Regions from separate parts of the Sus scrofa genome. Here region 2 is linked to region 1. A link is a contact called in public Hi-C data. All regions are on one chromosome and are shown on one strand. Each heading gives the region's core, a stretch centred on a gene start, on an enhancer-like site or on the middle of the called end of the contact. The rest is flanking DNA. Distances are from core to core; before and after follow the strand shown.

Region 1 (5,696 bases), core at 2,964-5,463:
CAGAGAGAGAGAGAGAGGAGAAATTTTAAGGTTGAGTTACAAAAACTGAGGTCACTGATTCGGTGGCCTTAGGGACTGAGTCTTGGACAAAGAGACCCTCAGAGGTAAGGCCTGAAAAATGAGTTTCCCCAAAGTCAGGATCTCACGTGTTGCAACCCTGGGGAGATAGAGTCTTGCACAGAGGGATTCCCCAGGCTGTCAGCCTTAGATACAGAGACCCCAGGCAGGTCTCAAATATTGGGACCCCTGAGGTTAGTTTCCCACCAGAAAGTTCTCTTGGTGCCTGGGTGTTGGGCACAGAGACGTCCAGGACCTGGGCCTCGATGTGGTGGCCCCCTGGACCCTGGGACCCAGATCTTGGATAAAGGGAACCCTGGGCTGTGGGTGTTCTCGTAGATGCCCACGGGACTGGCATCCCTGTGGCTCTGGTGTCAGACCTCAGTCCTCAGGGCTGACATCTCAAGCAAGGGGACCCCAGGGCCCAGGTCTCAGACGTAGGGACCCTCAAACCTGAGTTTTGGTTGCAAGAACCTTGGGGCCTGCATCTCAGACATGAGGACCATGGCATCTGGTCCCACCCCCTGGCCCTTAGAGCCAGTGTCCCTGGCACAGGCTGGGGCAGATGCTGGCATGTGGCCGGTCTGATGCTGGGCAGCCCCTCATGGGCCTCTCTCCTCTGTCCCCAGACCCGTGCCACGGTGTGACTTGCCGGCCACAGGAGACATGCAAGGAGAAGGACGGCCAGGGCGTCTGCGTGCCCAACTACGAGGCCACGTGCTGGCTGTGGGGCGACCCCCACTACCACTCCTTCGACGGCTGGAACTTTGACTTCCAGGGCACTTGTAACTACGTGCTGGCCTCAACCAGCTGCCCGGGGATCAGCGCCCAGGGCCTGACAGCCTTCACTGTCACCACCAAGAACGAGAACCGGGGCAACCCTGCCGTGTCCTTCGTGAGGCTGGTCACCGTGACCACCCTCAACACCAACATCTCCATCCACAAAGGCGAGATCGGCAAAGTCCGGGTAAGGATGGTCCCCAGAGCCCCGGGTGGGGCGGGAAGGGTCCTGCCAGCTAAAGTTAGGAGCTCAATGCGCTCTTGCTGCACTTAGGCCTGAAACCAAATAGCAGCAAGAGCAACAGTAATTACGGCCGAAACATCACTCCTCTAACTGGGAATTAAATGAGCCTAACCCTTCATTAAGGGCTTTAATGCAGGACTTCAGAACTTGCCTTTTCAGAGACCCAGGTTTGAATCCAGGCTCTCCTTATGAGATGTGTGATGCAGGGCAAGTGACTTGATTTGCGGGGCCTCAGTCTCCTCATCTGTGAAATAGGGGCCCACAGTGAGGTAACGCATGTGAGGGGCTCCACCAAGGCTCTTATCCCAGTAAGCACCCCTGAGTGTTTGCGAGGAAACCGATGAGAGGCCCAGAGCCTCAACATGGAGAGAAATTCAGGAAGACCGAGAGGGAGAGCTGAGCCACGCTTTCCACCCAGGGTCGTACAGTAGTGCACCTCGATGGCCGCTCACAGGGAGAGAATGAGGTTTGGGACAGGGTAGGCACTCAATACATGACGGCGAGTGAGCGGAGGAGACGCCCAGACACACAGAGATGCCCAGGAAGTGAGGAGAGAGGGAGGCAGGGAGGGAGACACAGAGAAAGACCACCCACACCCACACGCAGGTGCAGGGCCAGAGACCGCGCGACAAGAGACAGAGACAGAGCATGGAGGGGGACCAGACAGCGAGATATGCAGAGTGAGAGGAACTCAGAGAGAGAGACTAGGGAGAAAGAGGTCTAGAGGTAGAAAGAAAGAGAGAGAGGGAGGGAGGGAGGAGGAAGATGGAGATCAAAAGAGAAACCCAGAGAAAGTAGCAGAGTAGGCTTTCAGTCTCCAGGCCCTTAACTAGAAGGTATGTTGTAATGTTTGTCAAATGACTGTGTGACCGTCAGCCATGGGGATGGCCTTGCAGCTCCCAGCCAGGGCAGGATGAGGGAGGGAGACTGGGGGCCGGGGCTGGGCCTCCGCCTCTCCAGTGACCAGTGGTGTTTGCCTCCCCCCCTCCCCCCGCAACCAGGTGAATGGTGTGCTGACCGCATTGCCTGTCTCTGAGGCTGGTGGGCGGCTTTCAGTGACCCACGGTGCGTCCAAAGCCGTGCTGGCCACCGACTTTGGGCTGCAGGTCAGCTATGACTGGGATTGGCGAGTGGAGGTGACGCTGCCCAGCAGCTATCATGGTGCTGTGTGCGGGCTCTGCGGGAACATGGACCGCAACCCCAGCAATGACCAAGCCTTCCCTAACGGCACCCTGGCTCCCTCCATACCCATCTGGGGCGGCAGCTGGCGGGTCCCAGGCTGGGACCCCCTGTGCTGGGACGAATGTCAGGGGTCCTGCCCGACATGCTCCGAGGACAATCTGGAGAAGTACGAGGGCCCCAGCTTCTGTGGACCCCTGGTCCCTGGCACCGGAGGCCCCTTCGCCGACTGCCATGCCCAGGTGGCCCCCGAGAGCTTCTTCAAGGGCTGCGTTCTGGATGTCTGCCTGGGCGGTGGGGCCCAGGACATACTGTGCCAGGCTCTGGCTGCCTATGCTGCTGCCTGCCAGGCTGCTGGGGTCGTCATTAAGGACTGGAGGACACAGGCTGGCTGTGGTGAGTGCTGGGGGAGCAGAGCAGGAACTGGGGCCCGGGGTCCTGTCTCTTCAGAGCTGGTTTAGTTTCACTCCAATCCTTCTGGGTCTTTTTGGTTTTGGTTTTATTTTGTTTTCTGTTTTTGCTTTTGTTTCTCAGTCTCTTGGCACTTATCTCTGTGTCTCCCTTTGGTTGCCTCTGTTTCTCATGCTCTGTTTCTGTTTGGGTCTTGGTCTCTGCCTCTGACTATCCTGGCCTCAGATGCCACCTCCTGACACAATTCTCTGTCCCTCTGGCTCTTTCATCTGCCCACAGAGATGTCCTGCCCAGACAACAGCCACTACGAGCTCTGTGGCCCACCCTGCCCGGCCAGCTGCCCATCTCCTGCGCCTCCCACCACCCCAGCCCCATGTGAGGGCCCCTGCGCCGAGGGCTGCCAGTGCAACTCTGGCTTCGTGTGGAGTGCCAGTCACTGCGTTCCCCTGGATGGAGGCTGCGGCTGCTGGGCCAACGGCACCTACCACGAGGCAGGCAGCGAGTTTTGGGCTGATGCCACCTGCTCCCAGCGGTGCCAGTGTGGGCCTGGGGGCGGCTCTCTGGTCTGCAAGCCTGCCAGCTGCGGGCTAGGTGAAGAGTGTGCCCTGCTGCCCTCAGGCCAGCATGGCTGCCACCCTATCAGCACAGTTGAGTGTCAGGCCTGGGGTGACCCCCATTACATCACCCTGGATGGGCACCGATTCGACTTCCAAGGCTCTTGCGAGTACTTGCTGAGCGCGCCCTGCCAAGGACCACCTGCAGGGGTTGAGAACTTCAACGTCACTGTAGAAAATGAGCACCGGGGCAGCCAGGCTGTCAGTTACACCCGCACTGTCACCCTGCACATCTACGGCCACAGCTTCACCCTCAGTGCCCGCTGGCCCCGGCAGCTGCAGGTGAGGGGCTGGTGGGTCAGATAAGAGCACGTGCCAGCCCTGGGGGTTGTGGGGGACAGGTGGGGTCAGCCAGTACTCTGATTGCCTTTCACAGGCTAACGGGGCAGGTGGAGGTATCCAGAGTCTAGGCTTTGGAACTGGATGGCTTGGAGTAGTGGTTTCCCCATCGGAGCCTTAGTGTATTCCTCTGTAAAATGGGTCTAGGAAAAGTATCTGCTTCAGAGAGAGGTGTAAGGAGCCAGTGACATCGTGTCTGGCTTATTATTATTATTACGGCTATTATCATTATTACAAAGTGGTGGAGATCACACACTCAGGGTTCCACCCCCTAGTAGACAGTGGAGTCAGGATTCGCGCCTGTGCCTGCAACGTTCTCTACGTCTCCCCCTCACCCCGCGCCCGCAGGTGGACGGCAAGCTGGTGGCGCTGCCCTTCCAGCTGGACACACGTCTGCACTCGTATGTGAGCGGCCCCGACGTGGTGGTGACCACCACCTCCGGGATCTCTCTGGCTTTTGACGGAGACAGCAACGTGCGCCTGCGCGTGCCGGCGGCGTACGCGGGCGCCCTTTGTGGCCTGTGCGGGAACTACAACCAGGATCCCAAAGACGACCTGAACGCGGTGGGCGGGAACCCAGCTGGCTGGCAGGTGGGCGGTGCGGAGGGCTGCGGGGAGTGCGTGCCCGGGCCCTGCCCGGAGCCTTGCACGCCGGAGCAGCAGGAGCCCTTCGGCGGCCCCGACGCCTGCGGCGTGATCTCCGCCCCTGACGGCCCGCTGAGTCCCTGCCACAGCCTCGTGCCGCCCGCGCAGTACTTCCAGGCCTGCCTGCTGGACGCCTGCCAGGCTCAGGGCCATCCGGGAGGCCTCTGCCCTGCCGTGGCCGCCTATGTGGCCGCCTGCCAGGCCGCTGGGGCCCAGCTCGACGAGTGGAGGCGGCCAGACTTCTGTCGTGAGTACACTGGGTCACATACCCGGACTCTCCCCACCTACCTACCGCTCTAAGACAAGAACCTTCTCCTCAGTGGGGCTTAGGCACCATCCTGCCTCTCCTGAGCCCAGATACCTCCTGTTAAACACCTTGGCATTCACACACGGAAATACACCAGGTCACATACTGCAGTGGGAGCCGCTGGGATATACCTGGTCAGAAACCCTGGGTCCGGTACACTCTCGGGATTCATGCGCTCAGATAGACTGGGGAGGTTGATCCTGTCCAAGCTGCACAGTGAGATACACCTGGTCAAGTGGATTCTCTCAGCTACCCCTGGTCAGAGAGACCTAGGGGGTTACACCTGGTCAGACGCCCCCTAGACTGTTTCAAACAAGGAAATACACAGCATCAGATGGAATTGGCTCCCTAACCTCAGAGAGGGACCCCTCTCGTTAGAGACACTTGGTCATCCTGAGACACACTTAGGTGGCTATACCCAGGTAGAGTCATGACCTTGCCATAGCCTCAGGCAGATACAGATTCTTGATCTCCTGGCCGTTCCCTCAGGCAGATCTCTTGGTCAGATTTTTCCTGTCGGCTTCAATCACATACATGTGGTCAGAGTCACACCCTGACACAGACCATCAGAGAGACCGTCAGAGGCTCCAGGTTAGACATTCAGAGCCAGGCATCCCTTGGTGGCTTCATACCCTGAGATACATCTGGCCCCACACCCCAGCCAGATTCCCACCCTGAGGAATCACAGTTGGTTGCTTTTTTTTTTCCCCCTGCTTTTTGCTTTTTAAGGCTGCACCCCGGCATATGGAGGTTCCCAGGCTAGGGGCCCAGTCAGAGCTGCAGCTGCCGGCCTACACCACAGCCACAGCAACTCAGGATCCAAGCCACATCTCCGACCTACACCACAGCTCATGGCAATGCCGGATCCTTAACCCACTTTGTGAGGCCAGGGATCAACCCGCATCCTCATGGATACTAGGGTTCATTACCGCTGAGCCCACAATGGGAACTCCTCACAGCTGGTTCTATTTATGCTCATCTTGGTCAGATACATGTGGTTAAATTCACCCAGTCAGATTGACTTGATCTTTAGACATAACTGATCTGGTTGAAACACCCACCACCTGCTGAGAGAGACCTGGTCCCCAGATCCCCACACCAAATCCCCCAGTTAGATGTA
Region 2 (5,684 bases), core at 825-3,324, 74 kb before region 1:
AACTGTGGGAATTTGGTGCTGTAAGTACTTGGAAAGTTTATCACTCTAGAGGGGGTCACTGGCACTTTCCTCTTCTTCCATATTCATGGAGGTAAAAGAAACCTATGGTTTGGATTCATAGAGTTAACGTTTTCTAATGGGAGTTGAGTCTATGTCCTTTGAGTGCTCAAGTAGAACAGTTTCTATTCTGCACACAAACACATACACACCACACATATACAGGTGCAGAAAAATGTGCTAAAATAAACCTCCCCAAATATTACTGGTGATGCTATTTTAACTTTCTTTTTTATAAGTCCCTCATGACCTTCTTAGCACAGTGGGCAGTGCATCAATCTCATATAAGTCTCTCATGTAATATAACTGAATAACTGATTGTTTTTTTCAAAAAGCAAGCATTAATTCCATAATCTTATGTATACAATCTATACCCAATTTTTTTTTAAATCTTAGAAGCAATTCTGTTTGACATGTGTGGGAATAGTAAGGGAATCAGTGTGACCATTTTAAATAAAGCCTACCAATTCTTGAACATTCTTCATTACAATAAGATCTTTTTACTGACAAGTTCTTCCCTGAATGGACATGTCAGGTGAGGGGAGTGTGTAGACTAAATAAGAAAATATGGGCAAAACAGAACAGGTTTTGGTTCTCTTTCTCCACTGAATAATCTATTGAAATACTGCTTTGGGAGTTTCCGCTGTGGTGCAGTGGGTTAAGAATCAAACTGCAGCAACTCGGGTCGCTGCGTTGGCGCACAGGTTCCCTCCTCAGCCCAGCACAGTGAGTTAAGGGATCCTGCATTGCCAGAGGTGTGGCAGTGGTGCCAGTTGCAGCTGGGATTCAGTCCCTGGCCCAGGAACTTCCATATGCTGTGGGATCGGCCACAAAAAATATATATATCACTGGATATAACCCTTGTAAAATGTCTCTGAATCTCAATAATAATAAATGGCACTCATAAAATTTGAGCATTATTGTTCATCACAATGACTATTTCTTTACTCATATTGTTCATTTTTCTTTTGACAACCTTTCTTTCTTCTTTTTTCTTTTTTAAGAGCACACCCATGGCACTGGACACTTCAGAAAAAAATGCAAATATTTCCATGTACTAAAAGCAAAAATGCATTTATGAACAAAGAGGAAGTAGAAACTCACCTGATCTGTACTTTCAATGTGCAACAATTTTCCCTTTCTCCCCAGGATCCCCTTGTGAAGAATGGCAGAACTGGATAAGAAGGAAATCGGGAGACACCAGGCCTTTCTTAGAGCTGAGACAGAGAAGGGACCCTCTAGGGCCACATCAGCACTCACCTCACACATACGGACCGGATGGGAGAAGGAGGCTGGAACTTGTCTTTGAAATCACAGCAGCTTCCTAGAATCCGAGGTATGGGAATGCTGCGGTTCCTGAAAAATGTAGCAGCAACCGCAGCGCCTGAAGTAGGAACGCTTCCCATCATTTCATCCCAGGAATCTGTCTCCGAGACAATTCTAGCTTCAATAGCCCCATCCTTTGTCCAGGACTGTGCCTTCTTGCTGGGAAACTTCCTCCTAGGGCCTTCATCTTATTGGACTTTCCTCTTGAGGACAGCTCTGTGCCGACACCCAGGGCTGTGAGGGGAGGGTGGGGAAAGCAGCAGGAGTGTGGGTCCGTGACGCTCACCACTGAGGCAAGCACCAGTATCAGACTGACAACCGCGCACGCCGACAGGAGCCCCGATTCGGTCCTGCTAAGTGTGGGTGTGCAGGCGCGCGCAAACACACACACGCACTACACACAGCCTATCACACTCAGACACACGATCCTCCTCTGCTCCTCCAGCCCCCACAGGCCCGAGGCTGCAAACACAATGGGCCCGGGGCTCCACACTTTGGGGGCAGCTCCACTCCCACCCCTACCCCAGGTGAGTCCCGCTCCGCCTCGCCTGGCTCCCACTTCTCCCCAGGATTCCATTAACTCACCTGCGGTGGCTGAGCCACCCAGAACGCCCGGTTGAGGGCCCTCAGGGTCCAAGTTTACGCCTCCCCTGGGGCTTCTGGGAAATGTAGTCCACAGCCGGAAGGCGATGTGCTCGGGCTTTGAGTGCGCAGGCGTATGTGCGCCGCGCGGATCTGGCGTCTCTGGTCGCCCCGCGGAGACCGCTGACCAGCGTTGTAAGCCGAGCGACCTCCCGACGGGAGCGGTCCGGCAGGTGCGAGCCTCTCGGGACCCTCAGAGTGCTGCGCCGCCGAGTGCAGCCGTGGGTGCAGCCCTGAGGCCAAGCGCGTAGGGACGGATTCTGTCGGTTTCTTCCCTGAGGTAGTCTGGGCGCCTGGTGCACAGGTGTGTGGCCCATCGTACCTGGCTTCGTGAGCCTGTGTGTGTGTGTGTGTGCCCCGCTGTGAGGGCTTCGGCACCTACTGCGCGTCTGGCTGAGAGTGAGCTGTGTCCCTGCATGTAACTCTTTGGGGAAGGGACGGTGTGCGCCTGAAGCGGCATTCGAGGGTGATTCGTACCTGAGCATGGCGGGGAGTGGCGCGGCGGGGACTGTGGGCGTGCGGGGCTGTGACCGGGTGATGTGTGTGTGTGTGTGTGTGTGTGTGTGTGTGTGTGTGTGTGAGGGGCTGGGTGTGCGGGGCGCTGTGTGACTGCGGCAGTTGAGTGGCGGGTGCAAGCGGGGCTATGTGAAACGTGGGTGTGTGATCTACATATGTGCTGACTGGGTGTGTGTGACCGTGTGCAGCCACAGACAGATTATAAAGACAATATGTTGCATCTTCTTGCAGCATCAGCTGTTATTTCAAGATTTGGAGCAAAGATTTGCGATTTATCTGTCGAATAATTTTGCCTTTTTGTATAGAATCACATGAAGTTTTTTCATAGACAAAAACACAAACTGTGGGAACTTCTACAAATTTTTAAAAATTATTATCTTTTCATCATAGCCAGTTTACAGTGTTCTGTCAATTTTCTACTGTACACCGAGGTGACCCAGTCACACGTACATATATACATCCCGTTTCTCACATTTTCATGCTCCATCATAACATGGGAACTTTTTTAAAATTTGAGGGAATTCTTTCTACCCTTCTGTGCTGTTAGGAGTGTCTGGCAGATAAATTTGAGAATCTCAGACTGAGGAGATAGCTTTATGCCTAGAAAGGCACTGTGCCATAGAATCATGAGTGGGCAGTTAGAGTCTGATGCTAACACATTTGTCCCTTTCTCTTCCCTTCCCTTTGTGAGCAGTTCAGCCCTAAAGCCATAGGATGGGCTTTAGAGCGGGTCTTGGCGCCAGAGCAGGGTGAGGAGGGTGTTGAGGCAGGGAGTAGCTAGGTGCTGACTGAAGGGCTTATTAGGGGTAATGCAAATGGTTACACCCTCTGGTATGGGAGTGTTAACCTGAGCAGCAGCATAAGGAGGGCATCCACACTGGAGGAATGCCCTACAGGGGACTTCAGAGCTCAGGCTGGGTGAGGAAGGCTGTGGCTACCTGTGGAGCCCAAGTGGGGGTGTTGGAGACGCTGATATTGGTTGAATAGGAGAGTGGATGTCAGAACCCAAGTGGTATGGGGAGAGCATCTGTGTGGGAAAGGCCATTGCAGCAGTGATAGGAGTTTGTTACATGTGATGGAGGCTGGGATGGGGGTGCTGATCAAAAAGTAAAAATATCAAGTGCAATGGGAGCAGCCAGGCTTCTCGCTGTCTGAGAAATTGCAGATATGGAAAAGGAGAAAACTGGAATGAGTCTTGTGATGGTGGGTTGAAACTAGATGTACATACAACTATTATTCATCTGGATCGACATACAAATAAAATCAGCAAGTGCTGGGCCACTGAGGTCACCTCTGGGGAGAGGCCTGGCCCTCCCTTGCGGGGCTCTGGGTTCAGCATCTGCCTGGCCTGATGTGTCCCGGCTTCAGCAGGAAGAGTCCACTGGAAACACCTGTCCTATCACATAAAACAGTAAATACACCTTAAATTCCTGAAGAAAAGGCAAAATGCACAAGTAACACATGGGGATAATTTGTGAGGATGAGTAAAAACATGGTGCAGTCATGAGGACACTGAACACCATCTTCTGGCATCTTAGGCTTCTTCATCATCCTCTCCCTCTGAGGCTGATATGGAAGCCTATGTTTGAATCATCTGGGATGGCTGCAGTGTGATCTGTGCCGTCATGACCTGGTTTCTGGACTTGCAGACAGCGGTGACGTTTGTCATGTTGCCACACTGCTACACAGTCATTTTTGATCAACAGAGTCCTTGCAAACTACTTGGCAGAACATGCTCTGTAGTCTGATCTGAGCTATGCTTATGGATCCTGCTTATACTCAGAGCAAGTGCTATTGAAGAGCACATGAAACTGAGGAAATGACTGCCATGTGTCCACACTGTTGCTGTATCAGGCCAGGGTGCACTCACCATGGCAGTAACTGCAAATGTATTCAGAAAATGGATCACTGCCTGTGGGCAAATAGTTGTGTAGGAATTTCTTTTTCTGTGGCAACCTAACCCCTGGTCCTTGGATGATGTTTACACAAGTGTTCTGTTTATAGTAAGTTATTACACAATACATTTTTATTTGGGGCACCTTTATGTGTATTATTTTTACAATGAAAACAGTTAAAAACAGATTTGCATATGTTTGAATTTTTTTTTCTCATCCTTGCAGAGTGGAACAGAGAAAAAAGGAAAATGCTTGCTTTAAAGATTCTACTTCCAAAAGGTATGAGTGCCTAGGCTCTTCAGCAAAGTGGCCCCTTTCTTGCAACATGGTAGTATGTAATTGAGTATCGAAAAAAAGCAGCCCCTGAGATGCAAAAACTGACCTGCCACTTACAGGTAAGCCTCAGTGGTATTGAAAGCTGGTCTGGGAGTTCCTGTCGTGGCGCAGTGGTTAATGAATCCGACTAGGAATCATGAGGTTGCGGGTTCGGTCCCCACCCTTGCTCAGTGGGTTAACGATCCGGCGTTGCTGTGAGCTGTGGTGTAGGTTGCAGACACAGCTTGGATCCCGAGTTGCTGTGACTGTGGCGGAGGCTGGTGGCTATGGCTCTGATTCGACCCCTGGCCTGGGAACCTCTGTGAGCTGTGGTGTAGGTTGCAGACACAGCTTGGATCCCGAGTTGCTGTGGCTGTGGCGGAGGCTGGTGGCTATGGCTCTGATTCGACCCCTGGCCTGGGAACCTCCATATGCCGTGGGAGTGGCCCAAGAAATAGCAAAAAGATCAAAAATAAATAAATAAATAAATAAAAGAAAGCTGGCCTGGCACTCAAGGCTAGGCTATTATTCTCTTGAGGACATAAACGGTCTCATGGAACACCATCACCAAGGTCACTCTGAGACGGTAACAACAGGTCACTTCCTAATTTTGCTGAAGCAGACAACAAAGTTGCTGGGCAACACACAAAATATACCAAATATCCCCTCCCCCAGCTAATGTGAGATATTACTGCCTCTTACCAATTAAAGTTTTAGCCTTACTCTGGTCTGCTGTCATTTCTGGTGTACATGGCTTTGTTCTATCCCAATCGCTTTGCCTTTTATCACTGATGTTTAGGGTGTGTTTTCCCACTTCAGCCATTTCCTTCCTATACCCTCCTCCTTCCAAATATCAGCTGAATTGTAAAATTCTTTCCCCCCCCCATGATTTTCTTATTGCCATTTTTAAGTACTTAATTGAAAAGGTCAGCT

Evidence for each region. Hi-C and Micro-C count contacts between places; a contact is called where the count stands out from the background.
Region 2: a Hi-C map of liver shows a contact between it and region 1, with 5 times the contacts expected there. The contact joins the promoter of LOC100521972 here to the enhancer-like site in region 1. A contact is called at or near these places in 5 of 47 Hi-C or Micro-C datasets (blood, brain, embryonic fibroblasts and 2 more).

What each region holds. Positions count from the first base shown.
Region 1 is chr6:48,342,903-48,348,598 of Sscrofa11.1, reverse strand. FCGBP (IgGFc-binding protein) reads left to right here. Exons shown (of 21, transcript XM_021094376.1): 12 at 687-1,024; 13 at 2,083-2,656; 14 at 2,951-3,567; 15 at 3,973-4,516. Among named protein-coding and RNA genes, the nearest start is that of FBL, 19 kb to the right of the region's middle. Within about 2 kb of position 4,213, at least 45 of the 83 cell types and tissues checked have an H3K27ac peak or open chromatin away from gene starts, as enhancers often do. A contact at or near this core is called in liver, where this site is marked.
Region 2 is chr6:48,415,107-48,420,790 of Sscrofa11.1, reverse strand. LOC100521972 (zinc finger protein 546) reads right to left here and starts at 2,074. Exons shown (of 5, transcript XM_021094380.1): 1 at 1,969-2,074; 2 at 1,318-1,617. The coding sequence starts at 1,326.